3 separate regions of the Mus musculus genome follow, and regions 1 and 2 are each linked to region 3. The links are chromatin contacts, called in public Hi-C and promoter capture Hi-C maps. All regions are on one chromosome and are shown on one strand. The core of a region is the stretch at or near the end of the contact, and the rest is flanking DNA. Distances in the headings are between cores, read along the strand shown. Region 1 overlaps Atl1 (atlastin GTPase 1). Region 2 holds the start of 4930512B01Rik (RIKEN cDNA 4930512B01 gene). Region 3 overlaps Nin (ninein).

Evidence for each region. Promoter capture Hi-C pulls out the DNA fragments that hold promoters and counts their contacts. A called contact is a pair of places that touch in the nucleus more often than the background predicts.
Region 1: a Hi-C map of cerebral cortex shows a contact between it and region 3, with 2.1 times the contacts expected there. The contact joins two enhancer-like sites. A contact is called at or near these places in 1 of 39 promoter capture datasets (liver), 1 of 15 datasets of contacts at CTCF or cohesin (large pre-B cells), 8 of 484 Hi-C or Micro-C datasets (CD8 T cells, cerebral cortex, embryonic stem cells and 5 more), 3 of 115 datasets of contacts at active chromatin or transcription factors (embryonic stem cells, large pre-B cells and stem cell-derived neural progenitor cells) and 3 of 9 other capture datasets (adipose tissue, liver and pancreatic islet).
Region 2: a promoter capture Hi-C map of hippocampal neurons shows a contact between it and region 3, with 1.6 times the contacts expected there. The contact joins the promoter of 4930512B01Rik here to the enhancer-like site in region 3. A contact is called at or near these places in 4 of 39 promoter capture datasets (embryonic stem cells, hematopoietic stem and progenitor cells, hippocampal neurons and 1 more) and 1 of 9 other capture datasets (pancreatic islet).

The regions. Positions count from the first base shown.
Region 1 is chr12:69,905,989-69,909,556 of GRCm38.p6, forward strand. Atl1 (atlastin GTPase 1) reads left to right here. Exons shown (of 15, transcript NM_178628.5): 2 at 1,817-2,004. The coding sequence starts at 1,971. Among named protein-coding and RNA genes, the nearest start is that of Map4k5, 15 kb to the left of the region's middle. Within about 2 kb of position 2,108, at least 137 of the 459 cell types and tissues checked have an H3K27ac peak or open chromatin away from gene starts, as enhancers often do. A contact at or near this core is called in cerebral cortex, where this site is marked.
Region 2 is chr12:69,788,369-69,792,102 of GRCm38.p6, forward strand. It overlaps 4930512B01Rik (RIKEN cDNA 4930512B01 gene), which reads left to right and starts at 1,976. Exons shown (of 8, transcript NR_033573.1): 1 at 1,976-2,083. It overlaps Cdkl1 (cyclin-dependent kinase-like 1 (CDC2-related kinase)), which reads right to left and starts at 2,339. Exons shown (of 10, transcript NM_183294.2): 1 at 2,275-2,339; 2 at 1,619-1,896. The coding sequence starts at 1,786.
Region 3 is chr12:70,041,404-70,045,340 of GRCm38.p6, forward strand. Nin (ninein) reads right to left here. Exons shown (of 29, transcript NM_001081453.1): 15 at 3,744-3,937; 16 at 729-2,849. Among named protein-coding and RNA genes, the nearest start is that of Gm23579, 48 kb to the left of the region's middle. Within about 2 kb of position 2,173, at least 28 of the 459 cell types and tissues checked have an H3K27ac peak or open chromatin away from gene starts, as enhancers often do. A contact at or near this core is called in cerebral cortex and hippocampal neurons, where this site is marked.

The sequences.
Region 1 (3,568 bases), core at 858-3,357, 140 kb before region 3:
TGCCTCCATTAGATCTGGCTAGAGGGTATTTTCTTAATTAATGATGGATAGGGGAGGACCCAGCCCATTTTCAGTGGTTCTATCCTTGATCCTGGGTTCTAAAGAATGTAAGCTGGGCAAGCCAGTAAGCTCACCCCTCCATGGCTTCTACATCAGATCCCACCTCCAGGTTCCTGCCCTGTTTGAGGTCCTCTTCTGGCTTTCTTCAATAATGAACAGGAGTATGGAAGTCTAGCCAAATAAACACTCCCCAACTTGCTTTTTGGTTGTGATGTTTCTTTCTAGCAATAGAAGCCCAAACTAAGACAATGGCCAAGGCAACTTAGGGGAGAAAGGATTTATTTGGGGCTTCAGTTCTAGAGGGAGGAGTCTGTTACTGTCTAGACTGGGAAGCACGGTATCAGGTAGGCAGCAGGCTAGGAACAGTTAAGAGCTCACATCTTTAGTTGCAAGCAGCAAGCAAGTTCTCAAAACCTGCCCGCACTGACATACTTCCTCCAACAAGATCATACCTGCTGGAACAGTGCCACCAACTGAAGACCAAGTGTTCAAATGTCTAAGACTATTGAGAGAGCTCTCATCCAAACCATCTTAGGAATGCTCAACATATATAAGGTGTGTGTGTGTGTGTGTGTGTGTGTGTGTGTGTGTGTGTGTGTGTATGTGTGTGTGTGTGGGGGGGAGAGAGAGAGAGAGAGAAAGAAGAGACTAACTGTAAAATGTAAAGAAATTATAGAATTGTTTTTAAAATTCCATTTAAAATAATATAAAAGTAATTCAGACAAGGATACCAGGATGTACTGAAGTCATTAGATGAAAAATCCTTAGGCAACAGTTGAAGACTCACTGTATACATAGTTATTTCCTAAACTGTTTTTGTAATGCCCAGTCTCATAGTATTTACCCATAGATGGCTTCACTGAAAAGGGGATATGGGCTTACAAAAGTGAGGAGTTGCTTATAACGTATTCTGCTTAAGTGGAGACCATGGATCTAGTCCTTAGGAGGCTGGTGGTGTGTGAGGAGATAAATGGGGGTGGAAATATCCAATGGTCAAAGAGCAGGAAGTGATGGTGTCTGTAGGATGCTGACCACACCAGAAGTATGGGTAGAGAGGCAGAAACACCAAAAAAAAAAAAAAAAAAAAAAAAAAAAGAAAAAGAGGAAGGGTATTTTTAAAAAGTGTTTGTTGCATTGTGCTTTTCCTTCATATTTGCCTGCAACCTTTATGGCTGCCAAGGCACCCTGTACCACCCATATGGAGCCTGATTTTAGTGTTTGTGTGTGTGTGTGTGTGTGTGTGTGTGTGTGTGTAAAATCTTCAGACAGTCTTTGCAACTTTGGGGTACATGTTGCAATTAGACATTGAGCCAGTTACAAATTACAGTGAACCTCTAGCATACTTTGATCTAAATTAGCTTAATTTTAACATCTAGTCTTGCTCAGCATACATATACAGCAATGCAAAGTATCCTCTTTTTAAAGTATGTCGTTACTTAACAAATGACGCCCTGAGGAGAATGCAGAGCACTTTAATTTGTCCAAATGTTGCTAGCATGTATTGGAACAGCCAGAATAATGGTGGTTTGTGTATTTCTGTCGCTAGATAATACTTTTAAATTCTGTGAAAATGTACAGGGGTGATGTTTATTTTTGTGTGTTTTCTGTTGAAAACAATGCAGTATATAGTCTGTCACTGTCTTCACAGTCTGGGGGTGGGCCAAGGTACAGAGGGTGTGACGCTGGTATTTGTGTGAACTCCAGCTGGTGATGCTGAGCTCCGTTCATCAGCTTTCCCCTCCCTTTTCTTCCCCAGTCCTTCCCACCAGCGCCACAGCAACATCCTCAGAATCTGAGCGAACTGCGCCCAGAACGGGCACAGAGCCTCTTAACTGCCAGAAACCTGCGGGGCCCTGGAGAAGACCGCAAGAGCAGTGACAGCGCCTCGCCACACCAGCCCACAGACCGCCATGGCTAAGAGCCGCAGGGACAGAAACAGTTGGGGTGAGTAGCAATCGGTAACTTGTGCAGCCTACACAGGGTCTGGCCCTGTGTTTTCTGCTGCTGGGTTCCAGCCTCTGCGACCAAAGACTGCTCACTGCTCCAAGGAATCGCGCTGTCACCAGTGCCGAGCCTGGTGCAGGCCAGGCCTGCAGCTCCTTCCCCATCCTGCACCGCCTCCTCCCAGCATTTGGACAGCACCCGCCCCGTTGCTCCCGGGACTCTGGGCTCCGCCCTAGAGATAGGTTGAAAGGGGGGCGCAGAAGGTGGTCTAGAGCTGTGGTTGCTGGCAAAGAGGGGAACAGGGTCAATCTGGAGCAAGCGGAGCCCCAGCCAGCTTTCTGAGACAAGGGCTTACTCGGATGCTGGCGGGCTCTGGGAGGACGGTGGAACAATGAGGTGGAGCGTGCGAGCTAGGACACTGCGCTGCAGAAGCATCTCAGCAGCCTGGGAGATGGGGTACCCTCCTGAGAGTCTCCAGCACTGTACACTTACCTCAGTTTGGGGTTAGTGGAGGGATGGGGAAGAAAGCGAGCAGAGTTGGGGTTTCTAGCCTGTTGGCTGACATGGACCTTTCGCCTAATTCAGACTAGCCTGGCTTTGTTCTTCGATTTTTACCTTGTAGAGATACTGGGTTCATGATTCAGCACCGGGCCTAGGGAAGGGCTGGGCCTAGTGGGTTCACGCGCGAGTGGGTGGGCGGTGCTCACGCAGGCAGAGAGGAGAAGAGCGCAGCGATGCGGGAGAAACCGCGCCCCGCCCGCTCTGCTGTTCCTGACCAGATCTGGAGGAGTGTGGGCAGGCTGGGCGGCCTTGTAGGTTGGGCTCCAGATTTCTTGCAGGCACAATGCTTAGCTCGTCAACATCCTAACTAAAGCCCTATAAGCTAATTTTATGATCGGAACCAATGTGGATCTCAAACCAAAGACAGGTGGTGCATAAGAGAAACATTGTGTTCAAGTGGTTTGGCTTTGTTATTGTTTTGAAAGTTCATGCCCACTAGGGGAGTTCAGTGCTCCTTGGTTCTCTGATTCTGAGTTCTATTTCTGTCATCTTACTAAGAGGATAGTCGTACCTTCTAGCCAGTTACTTGTTTTCCTTTGTTAAAAGATTATAATGCCTCCTTGCCGTGCATTGATGCGGCGGCCACAAGATCGTCCTGTTCTGCGGGCAAGGATTACATTTGAGACATTACATTCTAGATCAGTGGTTGCTGTGGAGAGGTGGGGCAGGCAGGCAACAGTCAAACGCAATTTCATTTTCAAGATCATCAACCCTGGATTTCAATATTGCAGATACCGTCTTTGCTTCCTTTGAAAGCTTGGGTGAAGGTTCTCCTGTCCCTTTGCATCTTGTTCTTCCTCTAGAATAGGAGAACTTTGCACCCCGTTGACCGTCCCAGTGAAGGTGCGTGTGTTCAACTCAGATTTTAGTAGTATTCTGTGGTTGGATTGTTGACTCCACCCAGCTAGGAGCCATGCATGTAGAATTTTTTTTTCTGAGAATTAAAATTTTTCTTATTATGTTTTAGCTCATTATTCTTCAGTCTTTAGTTACAGATTTCTTA
Region 2 (3,734 bases), core at 726-3,225, 250 kb before region 3:
AGCTAAAGAGACATAAAACCAGTAATCTCCCACCACCTTACTCAGACTAGAGGAGAAACATTGAGCACCTGGTGTAGAGGGTGGGGGCTTCCTGCTTTCACACGCTCTGTGGTGTTCACCACACACCTCACATTGTTATTTATTTAGGTAGGTGAACACACAGTTGCTACACAGCACTGTGGGGTCAGAGGTCAACCTGGGGGCCTTGATTCTCACTCAGTTAGCATTGACTTGGAAGGAGAAACTCGGGGAGCTACACCTGGAAACACAGTGATAATAAAATGTGCTGAGATACACGTACCTGTGCTGGGAGGTCGGAGAGGACATTCTCTGAGCCAAAGAGAACAGCCACCGTGCTCCTGGGAACACTAATTTTGGTGGATGGAACACATAAGTGTTACTGTGTACCATGGAGGTCAGAGGACAACTTGGGGGAATCGATTCTCTCCTATCATGTAGGACCAAGGGATCAAATTGAGGCTATCAGTTTGGTGGTGAGCACATTTATGCACTGAGCCATCTTTCTAGCCTATTATTATTATTATTATTATTACTATTATTATTGAGTAAATCAACCCATTGAAGACTGGGAATGTGCCTCGGTGAGAGAAGGTTTTGTTAATTTGATAAAGTCTCTGGGTTCAATCCTTAACACCACAAAGTAGTAATAATATTGACAATGATGATGCTAAATAAAGAGTAAGGCAGCTATCAGCTTCTACTGAGAAAGTGGACATGGTCAGTGGCTCACGAGAGCAGAGTGCAACACTGGCTGTGTGGAGGAGAGTAGGCAGAGGACCCCAGCTGGGAACCGGCACAAACATTTGAGTTCACCCCTTCTGAGAGCATCATCCACTCATACACTTGGCCAGGGTCTGGACAGAACACCGAGGCCACACTTTCTGAAGCACAGTTGATTCCCCATGGGAGCCATCCATGGCCTGCCTCATCCTGCAGTAGCAGCTGCATTGCCTCTGAGAAATTCAGAGAAGCCTCTTTCCAGAATAAGAGGGAACACACTTTTGTCTTGTAATGAACACCTTTGTCCAAGGACCTAAGCTTAGATTCCAACACTCACAATAAATGCTGCCCGAGGGCAGCTGTCCACCTGCAATCCCAGTACTAGATCCTGGAGAGCACTGGCTAGCAATCCTAGTGAGACACTGTATCCATATACAAGGGGGAAAATGGTTGAAGAAGATGGCTAGTGTTAACCTTTGGCTTCCAAATGCCACACACACACACACACACACACACACACACACACACACATTTATGCGCGCACACATGAACACACATATACAGATGCATATATAGCCCAAGAAAACAGGACAATGGGTTAAAAATACAAAATGAAAACAAGCTGGAAGCTCAAAACTCAAAAACTCTAGCAAAGTCGAGTTGTTTTAAATTCTGCTTCTTAGAGACCCGTGAAAAGACTGTCTGCAGTTGACGCCAAGAGAGCCCCACACCTCTCCTGTCCACCTTCTTACTCTTACATAATCCGTTCTCTGCGCACAGACTCTGATTTGTGCCATTGAAGACAAAGGCTGTGTGGGAAGAGGGCAGAGCCTCAGCCCAGAGCATCTATCTAGCACAGAAAAAGCAAATTAGCTACCTTGAGCATGCGGATTTCTCGAAGGGCGATTTTCTTTATGACAGGGTCATCTTCGGTTTCCAGAAACCTCTTGATGGCCACGATCTGACCCGTGTCCCTGTTTCTGCACTTGAACACTACCCCATAGGAGCCTTCTCCAATCTTTCCAATTTTTTCATATTTTTCCATTACAGAGGAGGAGCAAGTCTTCTTGAGAACGGATTTTCATATAGTTTTTAAAGGTCGTTTATGAACTGACCTCTCTCGAGCCTCATCAAGTAAGGGCTGTCGTCCGCGATCTAGAGAAAACAAGGCGCGAGTTAAAGAATAAGGATCAGCCAGGTGTGGACTCCACCCCCACCCAGCAATGACATCGCGGTCAAGGCTGGGAGTCTACAGGTGGCTGCCATGGGTGACCTAATTTCAGTTGTCTGTTTCATTCCCTCGAGCTAAAGATGTAGCCAGCATCCAAAAACGAGCCGAGCTGTAAGATAATCTATCTTTTTAACGTTATGGTTCATACGATCTAAGACACTTGAGCTGGCTGGAGCACCAGGAAGGCGAAGGGCTTCCCCGGTTCTAGTTTCGGGTCTCAATTCCCTCCGGAAGAGGACACCGGCTGGGCAACCGGGCCCGTGGGGACTGCGGGAACTGCAGGGACTGTGGGGACCTCCCACCCTGACTCCTGAGGCGCCTCTCGGCCCAGCTCTAGCACAGCAGCCTGCAGCTCGGCTGGGTGACTGCTGCGATCCCCATGGGAACCGCGCCGGTTGGGCGGGGCCGCCCTCCGCCCTGCTGTACCCGCAGCCACTTGGCCGGGTCCCTGACCCCGCGCTGCAGGTCCAGAGGGTTTAAATCGTGGAAATCACAGCATGGAGAGTTTGCAGGGAGAACGCCTGCTCCCAGGCTGTCCTAGCAGCCTGCTCGGGCTAGGGTGACCAGGTCCATACCTTATTACGTCCACTCCTTGGTGTCCGTTCCTCGCCTGTGAACCCCGGAGGACAGCAATTGCTCGGTGCTGCAGCTTCGAAAAATGAATGAGAGAGAGTGAGGCAATAGAGGGAGGCAGGATGGCCTTCCCTCCCATGTAGTGGGGTCTTGGCGGTGCAGAGCCTGCTTTGATTGCCTTGACTCTTTCCCCAATCACCTTCTTATTGAACCTGTTTCAGTACAGTGACAGTGGCAGTTGATGGATGCAGGAAATCTTGAAATAAGGATCGCACAGACAGCCTCTACATTTTGTCAGCCCTTCCATCCCCTATGCTAGGCGCCGAGGTGCTTGTGTGCTGGCGGCAGGGCTACAGCAGAGAAAACGCACGATGTGAAACCTGGCCAACCCGGGGCAAGGAACGTGCGATGCAAATGTACACAGAGCTCAAGAGGAAGCTGGGTCTGGGCATACCGAGCGTGACGGCTGCCTGGCAAAGGGTAGAGGTATAATGAGTTACTAGAATAGACTCGTGGTGGTCTGGGACCCTCCCCAGAAATCATGTGCAAATGTGAATGCCTACTCTTTTTGACTTTTGTCTTCTCGATAGCTTTGCCTTGCCCAGAATATCGCGTACATGGAAACATACAGTGCACAGCTTTTATTGAGTCAGATTCTCACTTCACAGAATACATCTGAGAGCCACACACATCTTGCATTTAGCAGCAGTGTCTTCCTGTTTATTGCCGGGTAGCGTTCTGTTGTATGAACGTACTGACTGGTATTTATTTGTTTATTCAATCCTGGTTGAAGGATATTTGGATTGTTTCCAGTGTGGGGTGATTATACATGAAGCCGCTATAGACGCCGTGCATGGTGCTTTCTGTGAAGCCAGGTCTTCATTTTTCTTGGGGAAATCCTTAGCGGGAGACCTCTGCACATTGAGCTTATCTTTTCCATTTTACCTTCCCACCTGCAATGTCCCCAGTGCCCGGCATCCTTGCGGTCCTTTTGGCTTTAACTATTTTTTAAAAATATTTATTTATCTATTATTACATGTAAGTACACTGTAGCTGTCTTCAGACACTCCAGAAGAGGGCGTCAGGTCTCATTACGGATGGTTGTGAGCTACCATGTGGTTGCTGGGATTTGAACTCAGGACCTATGGAAGAGCAGTCAGCTCTCTTAACTGCTGAGCCATCTCACCAG
Region 3 (3,937 bases), core at 923-3,422:
TATCCACAAGCAAATTCTTTTGACTTATACCACTAAGATACTTCAGGCACAATGTAATATTTTACAAATTTAAGAAAAACCCAACTTGATAGAAATACTGAAATGCAGTCATGTTTCACAAAGTCAGGTGTGTAGGTTTTTTTTTTTTTCAAAATAGTTCACTTTGTCTTCATCGCTCAAGAATATTTATTCCAATCTGATAACTCCCTGGTAAAATAGTACAATAAAGATGTACTGTTTCTAGGACATTGGCATATCTGTCAAGTATGGAAGGAAAAGGTGTGTGACCCGTTCAGTAAGTTTCCTACGTTAGTATAGGAAGAGCGTATTCCAAGTGAGTTAATACTACATAAGAGGCATTCATTCCATATAACATGCTTCGTTAAAATGAGGACAGTAACTAACATGGAGCAACAGGGTATCTGCTCATCCCAAGGACGTCAGAGCCAGAAGAGGGCCAAGGACGAACGATACAAGTGGTTAAACAGCAGACACTCGCCATTTCGCACTTCCACACTCCAGATGGACCACACTAATGCTATGAGGAAGGGGATGCTTCCTAGACAAGGTTACTCTAGTTGTTAATACACACAGAAGCAGGAGGCGGCTAGAACACTGCTCTTCTCGAGACTAACAGGTTAGTGTCTCTAAGCACGGCAAGCAGCAGCAGTTAGATGTGATGAGGCGCTTTGCGGACTTCCACGAGGTCTAGAAGGCACATACGTTACCTCAGGAGTTCAACCTTCCTCTGCATCTCCCCGCACGTGATCTGCAGGTCCTGCATCATTGCCTTCAGCTCCTCCTCCTTCTGCCCTTGAGAAGGGGCGTCTTTTTGCCTAACTAGTGCAGTGACTCGCTCCCTCAGATTTCTAGTCAGCTCCTGTAGCTTTTGCTTCTCTAGTTCTAACTCTGCGATGGTGGCCTCCTGCTGAAGATGCTTGTCTTGTAGGCCTAGGAGAGCAGCACTTCCCTCCGGGATGACTCGGTTCTGCGCGCTAGGCTTTTCCGGATGTGTCTTAATTGCTCTGTGGAACCAGGCGATTTCGTGTGCTTTTATTCTAGCTAGGAGCTTCGTGCTTCCCTGCTCACAGCACTGGGTTTCTTGTGTACACTCTTCTATGATGTGGTGCATGCTCACGACCTTGGGCGTACACTCTTTCGGAGTCTGACGGAGTTCAAGCATCTTTTCATCCGAGGCGACCTCCAGGTTTTCTGAAGGGGCTTCCCAGAGGGCGTAGCTGTCACCCTGCAGGGCGGCCCTTCCCAGCACCTTCTCCATCTTCCCTTGAAGTCTCAACACCAGAGCACGGAGTTCCTCATTTTCCACTTTGACCTCATCGTAACTCTTCTCCAGGCTGAGGAACGTCTCCATCACCTCCTCCATTTTCTTCATCTCATCCTGCAACCTGTAGACCTCCGCCGTAAGCTCTTTGTTGCTGTCCAGCGACTCCTCGTAGCGCGTCTCTACAAGTCTCAGCTCCTCCTGAAGGCAGGAGTTTTCTCGGGCGGCATCCTCGTATAATACCTTATACCTGGAAGATGCCTCCGGGAGTCTCTCCAGCATCTTCAGTTTCTTTTTCAGCACAGAGATATCGAAAAGCAGGTCCTGTTTCCTCTCGGAAGCCCGATCGCAGTCTGCTCGCAAGACCGTCAGTTGCTCCCGAAGCTGGCTGATCTGACTCTTGAGGTCCCAGGACTCGGTCCTGGTGTCTTCACTGTTTTCAAGCTCAGAAAAGCAGTCCAGGGAAGCTTCCGACGCCTCGGTTTTGCACTCCTGCCTCTGAACGGAGCTTGTCCCGGTACTTGCCAGGTCCCGGGCCTCGTGGTCTCCTAGATCGCTCAGGAAGTGCTTGGTGGCTGGACCTTGTTTCATTATGGGTTCTACTTGTTCCCTGGAACTTCCAGAAATCTCAGACGTCCCCTCCTCCAAACAAGACGAGATCACCGACCCCGGCTCTAACTTCTTCAGCCTCTGCTGCAATCGGGAAATTTCAGTAGCCATCTTTGCATTTTCCTTCACTGCATGCTCGTGAGCTCTCTGCAGGCTGATGAGGACATCTCCGTTTTCTTCCAATAGCTGCTCGCCTTGCTGAAGCAGGGACATGGCTCCATCTCCTTCTGCCTCCTCCCCTGCCGTTGCCTGGCAGCCACCCTGAAGCATCAAGAGAGATGCTGCCTGCTGCATGTCCTTGACTGTATTCTGAAGCCTGCAGATTTCTGTGCTCATCTCCGCCTTCTCTTGATCTGCTCTCTCAAGGCTTGCTCTGTGGGCGCTCTCCAGGGCGGCAAGCTTGCCCGTCATTTCTCGCCTCTCTTGCTCATGCTCAACCCGGAGCCTTTCGAGCTGCTGGCTGGCCAGCTGCTCAGAGACCCCCGTCTGGCATAGCGCCTGCCCTTGGTCCCTCAGTTCTCTCTCCTGACTTCTCTTCAGCTCAAGTATCTGGCCAGACAGGAGGCCATGCTGGCTCTCAGATGCGTTCTGTAGGTCTTTCAGGTCTTGCAGCAGCTGCTTTCTTTCCGTGCTCAGGATATTCAAACGGTCCTTGTATGTCCTCTCCAGTATCTCCTGTTCCTGCTTCATGGCCGCAGCGGTCGCCCTCTCCCTCTGGAGCGCCTCCTTCAGCTGCTCCTGGGCATCTGTGCACTCTTGTGTAAGCTCATCCTTCTCAAACTCCCACTGAGACCTTTCCTCCAGGTGCTGGTCCAAGAGGTCCCTCAGCTCCTGGCGGTGGCGAACCTCGAGGCTTTGCAGAGTTTGTTCACAGTGCTCAGTGACTTTCTCACAGTCAGCCTGGCACTGGGCTTCTATCTGAGAGACTCTTCTATTACACTCTGTTTCCATTTCTTCCCTAAATGTGGTCAACAGACAGCATTACTGAGACTGCTGCCAACTCCGGAAGCAAACCCAACATTTTCCCATACAAAAAGGAGGCTGCCGGGCAGACAATGGGACCACTTCCTACAATGCTCTGGTTCCTAGGCCATTCGTGTGTTCGGGGAGAGGCTCTTTCTTCTGGGGACCAGGAATCCAGGAAACTTATCTTTCTCTGAAGCAGGGGGAGCTTACGAAACCAAATCCTTTAATAGGCTTCCTGAATGTACTTATGTGGTTTAATGATGCCTTATACTGGCATTTCACATTGAATGACCAAAGACATAGTGACCTCACTCCTCAGCTGGGAAATATTTTGAAAGAGGCACCATAGGATTTCAGCTGCATAAAACAGGCACATTAATAACTCTCTTCTGTTTTTGCTTAATTAACAAAAGAGCTCTGCATTAAACAGGGTGGGAAACTCGAAATCTCTCAGTTATACCTGGGATTTCACACAAGGACAGTAAACACAATATGCCATTTCGTAAAGGGGAATAAATATGAGTATTCCAAATCCAGTGTACGAATGGGTTTCCTCAGAGAGCATCAGACAGCATTGCAGTAGAAAGGATCTGGTCCTCATCTGAGCACAGGAAGACAGTAAGTGTCACGCAGGGACAGTTCCTCTGACTGCCTGTCTTCCCTCCCTCTCCCACATACATACACACCAGAACAGTTCCAATGACCAAAGGAGACTTCCTGGTGAACAAGACAAAACTAGTTTGATTAACTTTGAAAGAACCTACTCAAATCCATGGGCTGCTCTGCTCTGCTCCCCCAACCCCGATCCCGTTTTCCAGTCCTCCCTGGCTGACAGGAACTCCGGAGAAAGAGTGTCCAGTAGTTCACGGTCCCCTCATTTTCTTACCTTCCCTCCTGGAGTTCCCTTCGGTGATGTTCCGAGAGCTCTTCCCTCAGCTCTTCTTTCTCTAGAGCATGCTTCTCCTCCAGGCTCAGCAGCTGCTCCTGGTAAGATTGCTCCAAGCCTCTCACCTTCTCCTCAGTCCAGGCAGCCTGGGCGAGTCCCTCTCTCTCCTGGCGAAAGCTCTCCGCTGCCTGCTG